3 separate regions of the Mus musculus genome follow, and regions 1 and 3 are each linked to region 2. A link is a contact called in public Hi-C data. All regions are on one chromosome and are shown on one strand. Each heading gives the region's core, a stretch centred on a gene start, on an enhancer-like site or on the middle of the called end of the contact. The rest is flanking DNA. Distances are from core to core; before and after follow the strand shown.

The links. A called contact is a pair of places that touch in the nucleus more often than the background predicts.
Region 1: a contact with region 2 is called in a Hi-C map of uterus. The contact joins two enhancer-like sites. A contact is called at or near these places in 1 of 15 datasets of contacts at CTCF or cohesin (the NIH/3T3 cell line), 2 of 484 Hi-C or Micro-C datasets (both in uterus) and 5 of 115 datasets of contacts at active chromatin or transcription factors (the NIH/3T3 cell line, astrocytes, craniofacial prominence and 2 more).
Region 3: a contact with region 2 is called in a Hi-C map of uterus, with 5 times the contacts expected there. The contact joins two enhancer-like sites. A contact is called at or near these places in 1 of 15 datasets of contacts at CTCF or cohesin (the NIH/3T3 cell line), 17 of 484 Hi-C or Micro-C datasets (adipose-derived mesenchymal stem cells, cerebral cortex, embryonic fibroblasts and 7 more), 5 of 115 datasets of contacts at active chromatin or transcription factors (the NIH/3T3 cell line, astrocytes, craniofacial prominence and 2 more) and 1 of 9 other capture datasets (embryonic stem cells).

The regions. Positions count from the first base shown.
Region 1 is chr8:103,314,608-103,318,303 of GRCm38.p6, forward strand. Gm39234 (a long non-coding RNA gene) reads left to right here. Exons shown (of 3, transcript XR_879135.2): 3 at 1,640-1,986. Among named protein-coding and RNA genes, the nearest start is that of Gm39234, 20 kb to the left of the region's middle. Within about 2 kb of position 2,309, at least 30 of the 459 cell types and tissues checked have an H3K27ac peak or open chromatin away from gene starts, as enhancers often do. A contact at or near this core is called in uterus, where this site is marked.
Region 2 is chr8:104,026,805-104,030,712 of GRCm38.p6, forward strand. All of the region lies in intron 1 of Gm32728 (a long non-coding RNA gene), which reads right to left. Among named protein-coding and RNA genes, the nearest start is that of Gm32728, 8.0 kb to the right of the region's middle. Within about 2 kb of position 1,312, at least 61 of the 459 cell types and tissues checked have an H3K27ac peak or open chromatin away from gene starts, as enhancers often do. A contact at or near this core is called in adipose-derived mesenchymal stem cells and uterus, where this site is marked.
Region 3 is chr8:103,407,754-103,411,438 of GRCm38.p6, forward strand. No RefSeq gene overlaps it. Among named protein-coding and RNA genes, the nearest start is that of 1600027J07Rik, 62 kb to the left of the region's middle. Within about 2 kb of position 1,983, at least 54 of the 459 cell types and tissues checked have an H3K27ac peak or open chromatin away from gene starts, as enhancers often do. A contact at or near this core is called in adipose-derived mesenchymal stem cells and uterus, where this site is marked.

The sequences.
Region 1 (3,696 bases), core at 1,059-3,558, 710 kb before region 2:
AAGGACACTAATTAGGTGGGAGCCCTTCCCTGCCAAGCTCCCCAGCACAGAGAGAGGGTTGCCCTCCAGGATTCCTCTCTAACTAGCAGTAGTGTGTGACCCCCTCATTGATTCCCTAAATTGTGTTTGCCCCACTAATAAAGCCTAATGGTGGGAGCCAGCAGACTGCCTGCCTCTCTCCATCCAGGGGACACTGCTTTCCCCAGTGTGCACTGCTGGGCATGAATGACCCTTTTGTCTTCATTGCAAATGTTTTGGCAGGGCTTCTGAAAACAGTAGCGAATGAAAAACCACATGGTTCTAATTGTTTTCTCTGGGATCACACTGATTTCCTTAGGGTGTCCATCTCACAGGGGTGGAGCCTCTGGTGCCTGCAGATCTGCCTCTGCTGTAGACCTTTCAGCTCATTCCCCAAAACTAAGTTTTTAGAAGAAGTATCAAAATATACACAATTGTTCTAAAAAGGTATTTGTTCTCTGCTCAAGCTCATCTGGGTAAAAGCCACACGATGATTTCACTCCTGGTTAAAGGAGACACTAAACCAGTTAAAGACACCTATCTTGGGTATGCTACTAAAGCCTTCCAGAGAGACTTACAATGGGAACAGACAAGCAACCAGAGGTAGAAGGAAGAAAGGGAAAGGGGTGGAGAAAGTTACCATTCTTGCAGTGTGCAGACATTTCTTTGGATGCTCACCTTGTCACCTATATGTGGTTAGAGTTTCTCAATGGTTGACATTTTTTGCTAGGATAATTCTTTGTTCCAGGGTCTTTCCTGAATATTCTGAAGTGCGTATCAGCAGCCAGATCCCCTCCACTAAGTGCTGGTACTAATGTCCCATCTCTTGCAACTATCAAACATGTCTTTGATTTTGTCAAATCTCCCCTCTGTTGGAGGGTAGAGTTAGGAGGTTAAATTCTTCCATGTTTAAGACCCACTGAAGTTGCTGGATGAAAAAGATAATAATATTTGCAGAAACATTCAAGTGTAAATTGGTATGGGCATTGGCAATTATGAAAGACATTTTTGGCTTAGCCTAACATTACCTCTGTGACTTCTGCCTGACTCCCAACACTGTCCCTGACTATAGCATAGAGCCAGGTATGCGAAATATATGAATTAAACAGTAGGGACTGTGAACATCATCCTTGGGACTTCTGGCTGGAGCACTGTTTCTACTTGCACATCTTCTGCACTTGGTTAGTACAACTCATATCCACCAACTCTGCAATTTCCTGCCTCCACACTTTAGTCCCAGGAACAGCAGGAAGTGGGAACTCTGACTCTACCCATGACCCCTTGACTCCCACCTGGGGTGCACACATGCCAGGGGCTGAGGAAGAAGGAGGATTCCCACAGAAAAAGAAGGCTGCTGATATTTTAACAACCATATTTGGCAAGCCATTGACCAGTCAAGGCCATAGGTCAGATTCCCAGCTCTGACATTCATCTTCATGCAAAATGAAAGTCCTTGTGGTGCTCACAGATAACTCAAGCCTCTAGTTACACCCTGGAATGGATAAGATGTATCGGCAACCTGGATGTCCCCAAAGTTCTTCTGCATAGAATGGTAGATCATACACATACCATTGCTATCCTTCTTCTCAAGTCTCAAGGCTATACTTGCTTGTTTTCACAGATTGCTGACAGCAAGTTATCCCCACTTGCTTTCCACTAGCAACTCTCTGCTCCCACCTTTATGATCCAGTGACATCTCCCTGATGTTTCCTTCAAACCAAGGTTTGCAGCAATGGCCCCACCATCCTGCTGTAAAACCAGGCATGATTCCACAAGCCTGTAAGTCCAGTACTTCAGCACTAAGATGAGAGTCATAAGTGAACTGGCCAGTTAACTCACACAAAGCTGAGTCCAGCAATAAAAGGCTGTCTCAAACAAGGTGGAAGGTAAGCAACAACACCCAAGGTTGTCTTCTGACCTCCATGCATGCACCATATATGGACATATTTGTACTCACATGAACATACATTCATCATACAGAGAGAGAGAGAGAGAGAGAGAGAGAGAGAGAGAGAGAGAGAGAGAGAGAGAGAGAGTTTCATTCCTGGAAAATGTAAATGCATTGAACCATGGAGTTGAAAATACAACTGCAGTCAAAATGAATAAATCTGCTTCGGAGTAGTGAAGCATGCCTGTGATCCCAGCAGTCGGGAGGCATGGCCTCATGTGGCCCCAGCAGTCACCAAAGCAAGACCCTAACGAGATTTCTCAGGCTTGAAACAAGGAACCAGCTATACTACAGCCTCTGTAGCAATGAATAGGTTTGTGGCTAAAGAGAAGTAAAAGGAGAAATGCTGAGGGCTCTAGGCACTCTATGGCCAGCCAGACTAACATTCTTGGCTACTATCCCTAAGTGTATTACAGAGATTTCACAAGACCCTGTTTATTTCTCCTTTGTCAGGGAGTGTGGGGGTGAGAGTCGAGGGACGCATGTTCTTGGCTCACAAACCAAGTGCTTTGTTTCCTTATCATTGCACATAAAATCAGAGTAAACAGGCAAAAACAGTGCTGGTGGAGGAAAGGAGAGGCTTGTTGGTATGAGCCAGGCTTTAGCTTAAATCCTGGCCCTGCTGCCCACTTACAATCTGTGTAATCTGGGAACAGATCATTTAAGTCCATTAAGCACCAATATCTTCCCTCATAACTAGATGTAACCCCTTCCTCATGGATTATGAGTGCTACTGTTCCTACATTCAAAGCCAAATATGAGGGTTACTGCATGATTCCCACTCCATACACTGAGCAAAACAAATCCAGATATCAACACCACTAGTGATGTTACCAATACACCTCAGCCTATAATTTATCCTTCGTCTTTGAAAACAAAATCAAAATGAAAAATGATTGCTTAGGGAAGCCAGCTCATGGGGACCATATGTTGAAGCAAGCCATGGCAACATGCCACATCACAAACCAAACCCTAGAAAGGAATTTGAGTCTTCCTCCAGTGGGCTGAAGATGCTTGCTTGTATCAGGGAGGCTACTGGGGAGAAACTAGGACATAAAACATCCAGAGTTGTATATAAGTACCAAAAACAAAGGAACGCACTCACTGGGAAGCCTAGAGAATTGGAAATAGTTACAGGCCTGTGCAGGTTTAGGAAGACATACTAGCTATGAAACCCTTTGACAAACAGAGCAGAACATTACTTAGAAGGGTATACATTTCTCTCCTGCACTGTGAGCTACCCCAGCCATGCTGTTTTCACAAGTTTACTTTATCTTTGCAATAATTGTCTTGGTTCCTCCATTGTCCTTGATTTTACTCAATACTTGACAACCACAGCATCTGGAAGAAAGTATTGCTTTCTGCTTACAGTTTTATGGCACAGTTCATCGGAGTTGAGAAGTCTTGGTGGCAGGAGCATGAAGTGGTTGGTCACATTGCATCTATAGTCAGTACATGGAGAAGGACAGAATAGGTGTCTGGGTTTATCCAGCTTTCACCCTGGGACTCCATTGGAATAGTGCCAGCCCACATCAGGGTTGGTGTTCCTGCTTTGATTAACCAACACCTAAAACTCCCTTGTGAGCATTCAGATGTATCTCCCAGGTAAGTGTAGGTTCCACCACATTGGCAATCTCTATTACCCAGCATAGTAACTTGAAGATATGTCTTCTTACCTCCTTATCCTTTCCTTGTAAGAAATTGCCACCTAAAGTTCATATAGCCAAAAA
Region 2 (3,908 bases), core at 62-2,561:
AAAGTTGAGAATCATTGTTCTATGTGGAGTGGCTGTTTGTTGCTTATGACCTTGAATTCTCACGAATTCATGAGATTATTATTGTTGTTGTTGTTGTTGTTGTCGTCTCTTTTTAATGGGCAACTAGTATGTAGTATGCTGAGCCCTTTCTGCCCACCAGGCACTATACGGACTGTTTTCTGTGTGTGTGTGACCTTGACTCCTCATGAGCTCATGAAATGAGTGTCATTGCTGTGATTGTTGTCTTTCGCCTTTTAATGAGCAACTGGTGTACAGACCAATTAAGCAACCTGCCCGTGGTCAGTTGGCATGTGAAGGATCTGCTGTCCCCGGGGACACAGCGTCAACCACGCAGGGAGACAGAGAGCAGCCTCAGATGGCGATACTGAGCTGTCTGGAAGATATATTTTTAAAACGTATTTTTAGGACGAAGCAAGGTGTAGAAGAGTCTGTATAATGCGCTGTATTTTTAAAGGGAGACATATGGCCGTACGTGTTTGTAGCCTCACAGTATGTAGAAAGCTGTGCAGGAAGCCCGTGTACTAATTGTTGCCTGGGGGAAGTCTCTGGGAGGCCAGGGTTGGGGTGGGGGAGAGCCACGCTTTTACACTCTTTACATTTTTTATATCTGCCTTTAAAAAATATGGATGTGTGGGTCCCCTGTTCGGCATTTCTAAATTATTCTCATTGCTCTGTCAGCTTCTTGCAAACACTGTCATAACAGGTTCCTCGGGAGGGCCAGGAGGAAGCAGGTGACAAAGGAAGACCTACATCCCAAAGATGGGTAGCAGAGGGCACAGCCTGTGCTCTGTGGTCCAGTCTCCTTCCAGTCAGCCAAGGCTTTTAGGTCTTTCTTGTTATCCTGCCCTCGGGTAGGAGACTCCTTGGGAAGCACTAACCTTCTGTAGCTCACTACTGCCTCCCCCAGGCAGAGATGGACAATGGCTACCAGTCATCACTTGTCATTTCAGGTTTTTCTATGGGCCTTTGCCCTGTGCTCTTTAAAAGAACTCCACCTTTTAAAGAGCACAGGGCCCACCCCAGTTCCACATTCACCTGCCCACCCCAGGTCTCTGCAAGCTACCACTCAGCACTTGCGGCCAGGAGTGACTCCTCTCTCCTGCCCCTTCTCTTAGCTTCCCAACCATCTTCCCTCGGATCCAAGGACTCAAGCCCGCTGCACCTGCTGGGATTGGATGGCACTTCCTCGTCCACGTCGGAGGTTCCTCTTGGAGCAGCAATCTCTAGGGTCAGCCTCGCCCTGGGTGAAACGTTAAAATGCAAGCTCAAGACCCACCTCTCAGAGGCAGCTTGCCTCAGTGGTCCAGAGCCACCTAAAAGCGCACATATTTAAGCGTCCTCTATCCCCATTCTGGAGCAAGTGTCAGGTGGTCTCCAGAACAACCCAGTCTGGTTGGAACTTGGAAATCCCTAAATTCTGTTCCCTCCTAGGATGGGGCCGAGGCGGGGCTGGAAACAAAGCTGTTAGACGGAGGCTTCTAAGTTTTCACCCTGTGTAGGCAGCAGCAACTGTAGAATGGATCTGAGGGTGGGAAAATCATGCTTTAGAACAAAGGTCTCCTCTGGAGAAAAGACACCAGACTCGAACTAAGTCCTCAGTTGGCCAGCAGTAAAAGATAGGAAGGGGGAGGAGGTATAAGAGAAAGGTGGGAGAAGCAAAAGAGAAGTTGCTTTCTCTGTCAAGACAACTGAAGGGACCTAATTGAGTTAGGCACCAAGTTCCAGGACCCAGTGAGCCCAGGAAGAGAAACCAGGAGACCTGGAGCTTCTGAGTGGCCACAGGGCAGCAGGCAGTGCCACAGAGTCACTTTCCAGACTCGCAAACTGAGGCCAGAAGGTACCGAATCTCATTAGAGTTCCCAACTGTGACAGCATGCATTGGCGGACGGGTTGGAATGTGGACACAACACAGAGGCCAGTCGGAGCTGCTACTAGTCAGCGCTCCAAGAGGGGCGGCGGCAAGGCTAGGCTGGCAAGGCTAGGCTCACCAGGCTGGGGAGGCTGGAGAACGGCCGCGTGACCACAGCGCCCCCTGGCGGCGGCCGGAATCGTCGCGTAGAGACATGCGTAAGAGAACGGAGATCAAGGCAGCCTCAGATATTCACTCCAACTCTAGAGTCTGAAAAGGGTGATATCAAACCTTTTACTGTCGCTCGGGTCACACTCAGTACCATCCTTATGTGGTTGAGGTAACTGAAGGTAAAGAATTATCAAGTCCTACATAGGTAAAACTTAAACATCACAGTCCTGATCCAAAGAGAATAAACGAGAAAAACTAAACTCACTTTAAGAAGAGGCAGCACCAGTAGACCCTAGACCTCAGCTTGTGTGCAAGGGCAAAATCTTGAGACTCCAGCTCTTTGGAGCCTAGCATCGGGGATCAGGTCATGAAGCCAGAGATCTAGTGGGGCTTACCACAGTAAATTGACCAGGGTCAAGGGATGCCTTTTCAAGGCTAGTGGTATGGAGACCCAGGCAAAGCCTGTGACAGCCCCAAGACTTAAAAAGGACGAATATCTGGAGACTCTTAAGAGGAAGAAGGAAAAACAACAACTGTTTCTCACTGCTGCCACTACCCTGAGGAACAAAGCCAAATACTTGCTTCTTAAATCTAATTACTTGTGAATTTCTGTCCTTGACTATATGGGGACTCACCTACCTTTACATACTCAAAATTGAATAGGCATATATCCACACTCAAATGAGTTCTCCCCTTTGTGATGTGTGGCTAGATCTTGGTGCAAGGCATGCTGGGGATTTTGTTTCTGTGGAGCAGTGAAGACCGAAATACTATAAAAACTGGCAAAAAGTCATAGGCAGGGAGGGGGGGGGACACCTCTGAAAGTCTTCCTAGAATAGGCTGTTCCTCCTCCTAGCCCCAGGGTCTGGTCACTGAAGCTCTCCCTGCTTGAGCTGCTCTGTGCCCAGTCCTTCCAACCAATAATCAGACTCTTCGGTTTTCTCAAGGAAGCTTCCCTGAGTGCTGTGCAAAACTCTAAAGCAGGGGATCAAGGGATGGTTCAGTGGTGAAGAGCATTTGTTCTTATAGATGACCAGGTTCAGTTCCCAGCACCCACAGGGTGGCTAACCACCATCTGTATCTCTACTACTAGGGGATCTGACACTAGGCCTACATGTGGCACACATGCATGCATGAAGGTAAACCACCGGCACATTATATATGTATATGTACATATATACATGTATATATCTAGAAGAAGAAGAAGAAGAAGGAGGAGGAGAAGGAGAAGGATGAGGAGAAGGAGAAGGAGGAGGAGGAGGAGAAGGAGAAAGAGAAGGAGAAGGAGAAGAGGAAGAGGAAGAGGAAGAAGAAATGAGGAGAAGGAAGAGGAGGAGGAGGAAGAGGAGGAGGAGGAAGAAGAGAAGGAGGAAGAAGAGGAGGAGGGGGAAGAGGAGGAGGGGAAGAGGAGGAGGAGGAGGAAAAAAAGAAAAAAAGAAAGACCCAAGGCTGCCAGATCTAGGTAGCTTACGTGGGGTTCCCAACAGGCACAGGAGACACAAGACTGAGGGTGAAATCTCAGGAACAGGATTGATGGCCTAAGAGGTAATGACAGAAGGAAGAAAAATATCTTCAAAGTGTGTGTGTGGAAAGCACACAGAAAAGCACAAGTGCTTTGCAAAGCCACTCTAGGCAACAGAAGGAAGGCCTCAGGAACGGGGTCCCTTGAAGGACAAGAGGGGGAGCATTTCTCCACACACTCACAGGCTCCACCGGCAGCTCTGGGGGAGGGGTGGTGCCTGATGTGAACTCTTTTTCTATTTTCCATATTATGGATGTTTTAACATTTGGAGAGACGGCCCCTCTGAGAGCCAGCCCATTTGGATAGTTAAGTCGCTGCATCTTTGATATAAACCAACCAAACCAC
Region 3 (3,685 bases), core at 733-3,232, 620 kb before region 2:
CAGAGAAGCCTTTCTCAGCCCAGTGAGTCTTCTTATCTGCCTGGCCTTGCACCCAGTGACGGAAGCAGGCAGTGAAGCATCCCACAGTTCACATGTGGCCAGCAATGGGCAAAGAGTCCTCCTTCTGGATGCAATGAAAATGTTTGGCGAGAGTCTCAAGATGAAGAAATGAGTTAGAACCTGAAATTCCATAGCTGTCCAATGCCCTGGCCCCAAAATGGCTGAAAAAATTTAAACTGCTGGTTTATTTTCTCCTCTCTTAAAATTACTGTTGTTGTTGTTTTTTTTTTTTTAATTTAATTTTCCTACTTAACGTTTTCCCAGCAAAGCCGTTGAACTTTTTTTTTTTTTCAGACTTAACCACAGGATGAATTTCTCTGCATTAATGAGCAAAAATGAGCTGACAAGATGAGGCACATCCAAATGGAAAATAAATAAATAAATAAATAAATGGCCTAACCATACCATAGGAATGCACCGGATGGATGGATGGATGGATGGATGGATGATGTCCCCAACGCCATACTGTGTTTCACTTGGCTTCACACATGATGGTTACTGTCTCCTATCTAAGGCCTGTGGCAACTTCTAATTCCCCCTGAAAAACGTCTTTGGAAAACCAACTTCTGATGACATTTCTGAGTCTCTGGATTGTCTCTCCTAAGGAATCTAGCTAAAGCATGATCACTTAGGACAGAAACTGAACACAAAAGGATTCCCTGAAGGCACGGTGATAAAAAGGAGAAATAGAGTTGGCTGTTTACTCCAGTGCAATGATAAACTCTGCGAAGCTTAGGTACTTCTAGCTCAGCTTCTGACTTGTGTAGTCACAGACATCTGGCCCCCAGGCCTGTTGGATGGATGGAAGGTCACATTGCATGTCACTATGTAGGACCCACCCCCAAGCCTGGGGAGAGCAGCTTCCTTGCAGTTGTTCATTTTCCCCATGTAAGGAAAGTCGTCTTTTAAAAACCATGTGTGGTGTAGCATTTTCTATTAAAGAAAGGAAGGAAAGATGGAGGGAAAGAGGGAGATAGAGGAAAAGAAGAGAGCACAAGAGAGGAAAGAAATGAAGGAGGAAGGGAGGGAGGGAAGGAGCGAGGAAGGAAGAAGGGAAAAGAAGGAAGAAAAGGAAAAAAGGAGAGAAGAAAGAAAGGAAGTAGGATGGAAGGACAGAGGAGGGAGAGAAGGAAGAGAAAGAAGGGAAGGAAGTAAAGAAGAAAAGAAGGAAGGAAGGGAATAAAGGAGAGAGAGGGGAAGAAAAGAAGGAAGGAAGGGAGTAAAGGAGAGAGAGAGAGCCAACCCAGGGCTTAATTTTCTGCCTTTGCGTCTGCCCAGCTTCACTCCAGTTGGTTCTCATTTGTGGCAATGTGTACTTTGGAAGCAGAGCTCTCTGCCTGCCTTCCCGTTAACTCCCACCACCTGGGATATGTTATTTTGACAGGGGCAGGGATTCTGATGCTCCCACTCTGCACTGTAAAAACAGACTGTAAAAGAGGTCATCTTTTGGGGGGAGGGGCTGGAGGGGTTGTCTTGCCTGAGCCCTCCTGTAGGACTGTACTGGGAATGCAAAGCCTGGGATCCAGATCCACATACCCATCCAAGAATTGCAAACCCCAGACTCATTTGGGTGGGGTGATGGCTCTCTGAAGCTGTCTCCTCTGTTTGCATCACTTAGGGGGTGAGTCTAATCAAGATGGGCTGTGTGAGTTCAAAACAGCTGGAAAGCATTACAGGTCAAAAGTTGAAATCAAGTTAAGAACAATCGGAATGTGCAAGCCTGTTGTTTCTAATCTCTGCTTCTTCCTCCAATCCGTTCAGTTCTCCTCCTGGAATGGAATGTTTTGGTCAAGGCTGGTGTTGACTTGTGGGCCAGTGAAGGTGTAGTCATGAAGCCAGCATTGAAGAAGTCAACAGGAGGACAGCTTATATTTGCTAGGAAAACAAAGAAGGGGCAGACTCCAGGTGAAACTAGAAAGAAGGCACATATAAGAGACAGAGATATTAATGCTGGAAAGATTACTGCAAACTGTCCAAACCCCTTCCCTACCTACAACTGTGAGAAACAGAACCAGAGACATGCACGTCCATCTCAAAATCACACAGCATTTAATGGCTAAACCTCATGAGAGCTTAGCATAGGTGGGGGACTGCCATGACTTAATACAAAGAGATGAGATTTTCCTAGTCTATTGACCTTTGGCTGATAGAGCTTCTTCTGTTCTTCAGTCACTGGTCCACATCTCCTCTTTGCCACTACCCTCTTGGTGTAGTCTCCTTTCCCACTTTTGAGTCTGGGTTCTTGCTGTCCTTGTGTTATTCTTTTTTTTTTTAATTTTTAATGATTTTTTTTTTGCAAATTTCACATCATGTACCCCAATCTCACTCATCTTCCCATTCCTTTGTACCCACCCAAAATAAGATACAAAGAAAAATCTCATGGAAGCTACAGTGTGTCACAGTATGTCCCACACTACACCCTTTTGTTCATACACCTTTATTTGCAAATGTTCATTTCAATAAATCATTTTTCTATCTATTTAGAGGCCTCTAGCTTGTGCTACACTATCAATACTCTATCCTCATGGGGACTCTTTTCAGATACTCTGCTGATGTCCTATGTCATAAAGATCTTGCAGCTTTGGATCTGCAGGACCAGTCCTTTCCCCCATCCCAGCAGATCATAGATAGCGTAGATGTTGAGGTGGGTCAACTTGAAGCTCTGGATCTGGGCCTGGGAGGTAGCTGAATTTGCCAACTCACCAGTTCTCCTGTACCACTACCACCAGAACAATTTCTCTAGTGCTGCCCAGGCTAGCTCACCCAGTGCCACAGAAGGCAAGGGGCAGAGTCCACTCTCCAGCTCTCATGTCCTCAAGGCCAGCTCATGTGTGCTTTGTGAAGGAGGGCATCTCTTCCTCACCTACCCCACCCCATCCCATGGCAGACCAGGGGCAAGGCCAACTCTCCTGCACTCTTGCCCACAGGGACTACTTTCCTGAACCCCACCACCAGGATCAGCTCTACTGGGCTGCCGAGGTGAGGGTACAGGGCCTGTTCTCACTCTACTGAGTGCTGGAATGCATGAGCCACAAGGCCAGCTTTGATCCTCTCATGATTTTGGTGCCAGCTCACCTGCCTGGCACAGGCTGTACAAGGATGGTGGGAAGGAGGGCATCTCTCCCTCACCCGAGCCACGCCACTGAAAGATGGCAGACTAGGGGCAGGGCCAGCTCTCCAGTACTCACACTCTCAGGCTAGCTTACCTGCTCCCCTGCTGTCATGGGCAGCTCTATTATCCTACCCAGGCAAGGGGTAAAGCCAACTCAGCACGGTGCCTCATGCAGCAGTCTGGACTAGGGACATCTGCATGGCTTTTGGTGGTAACACAGGCCTGGGACGTCAACATAGATCACAACTGCTGTAGGGTCACAAACCTAGACATAGTCCCCGGCAGCAACATGAGCCCAGATGTCCCTATGACCTAGGGCGACAGTACAGGTCACTCAGATGAGCATGTCCCCCATGACAGCACCACCTTCAGATATTCACATGGTTTCTGGTGGCATCTGCTTGGCCTTTGGTGATAACTCTGTCCACAGATATCAACACAGACCCTACCTGCAGCAGGACCCTTGGTGGCAGGCCAGGCCAGGATCTCACCATGACCTCCTCCTCATCGCTG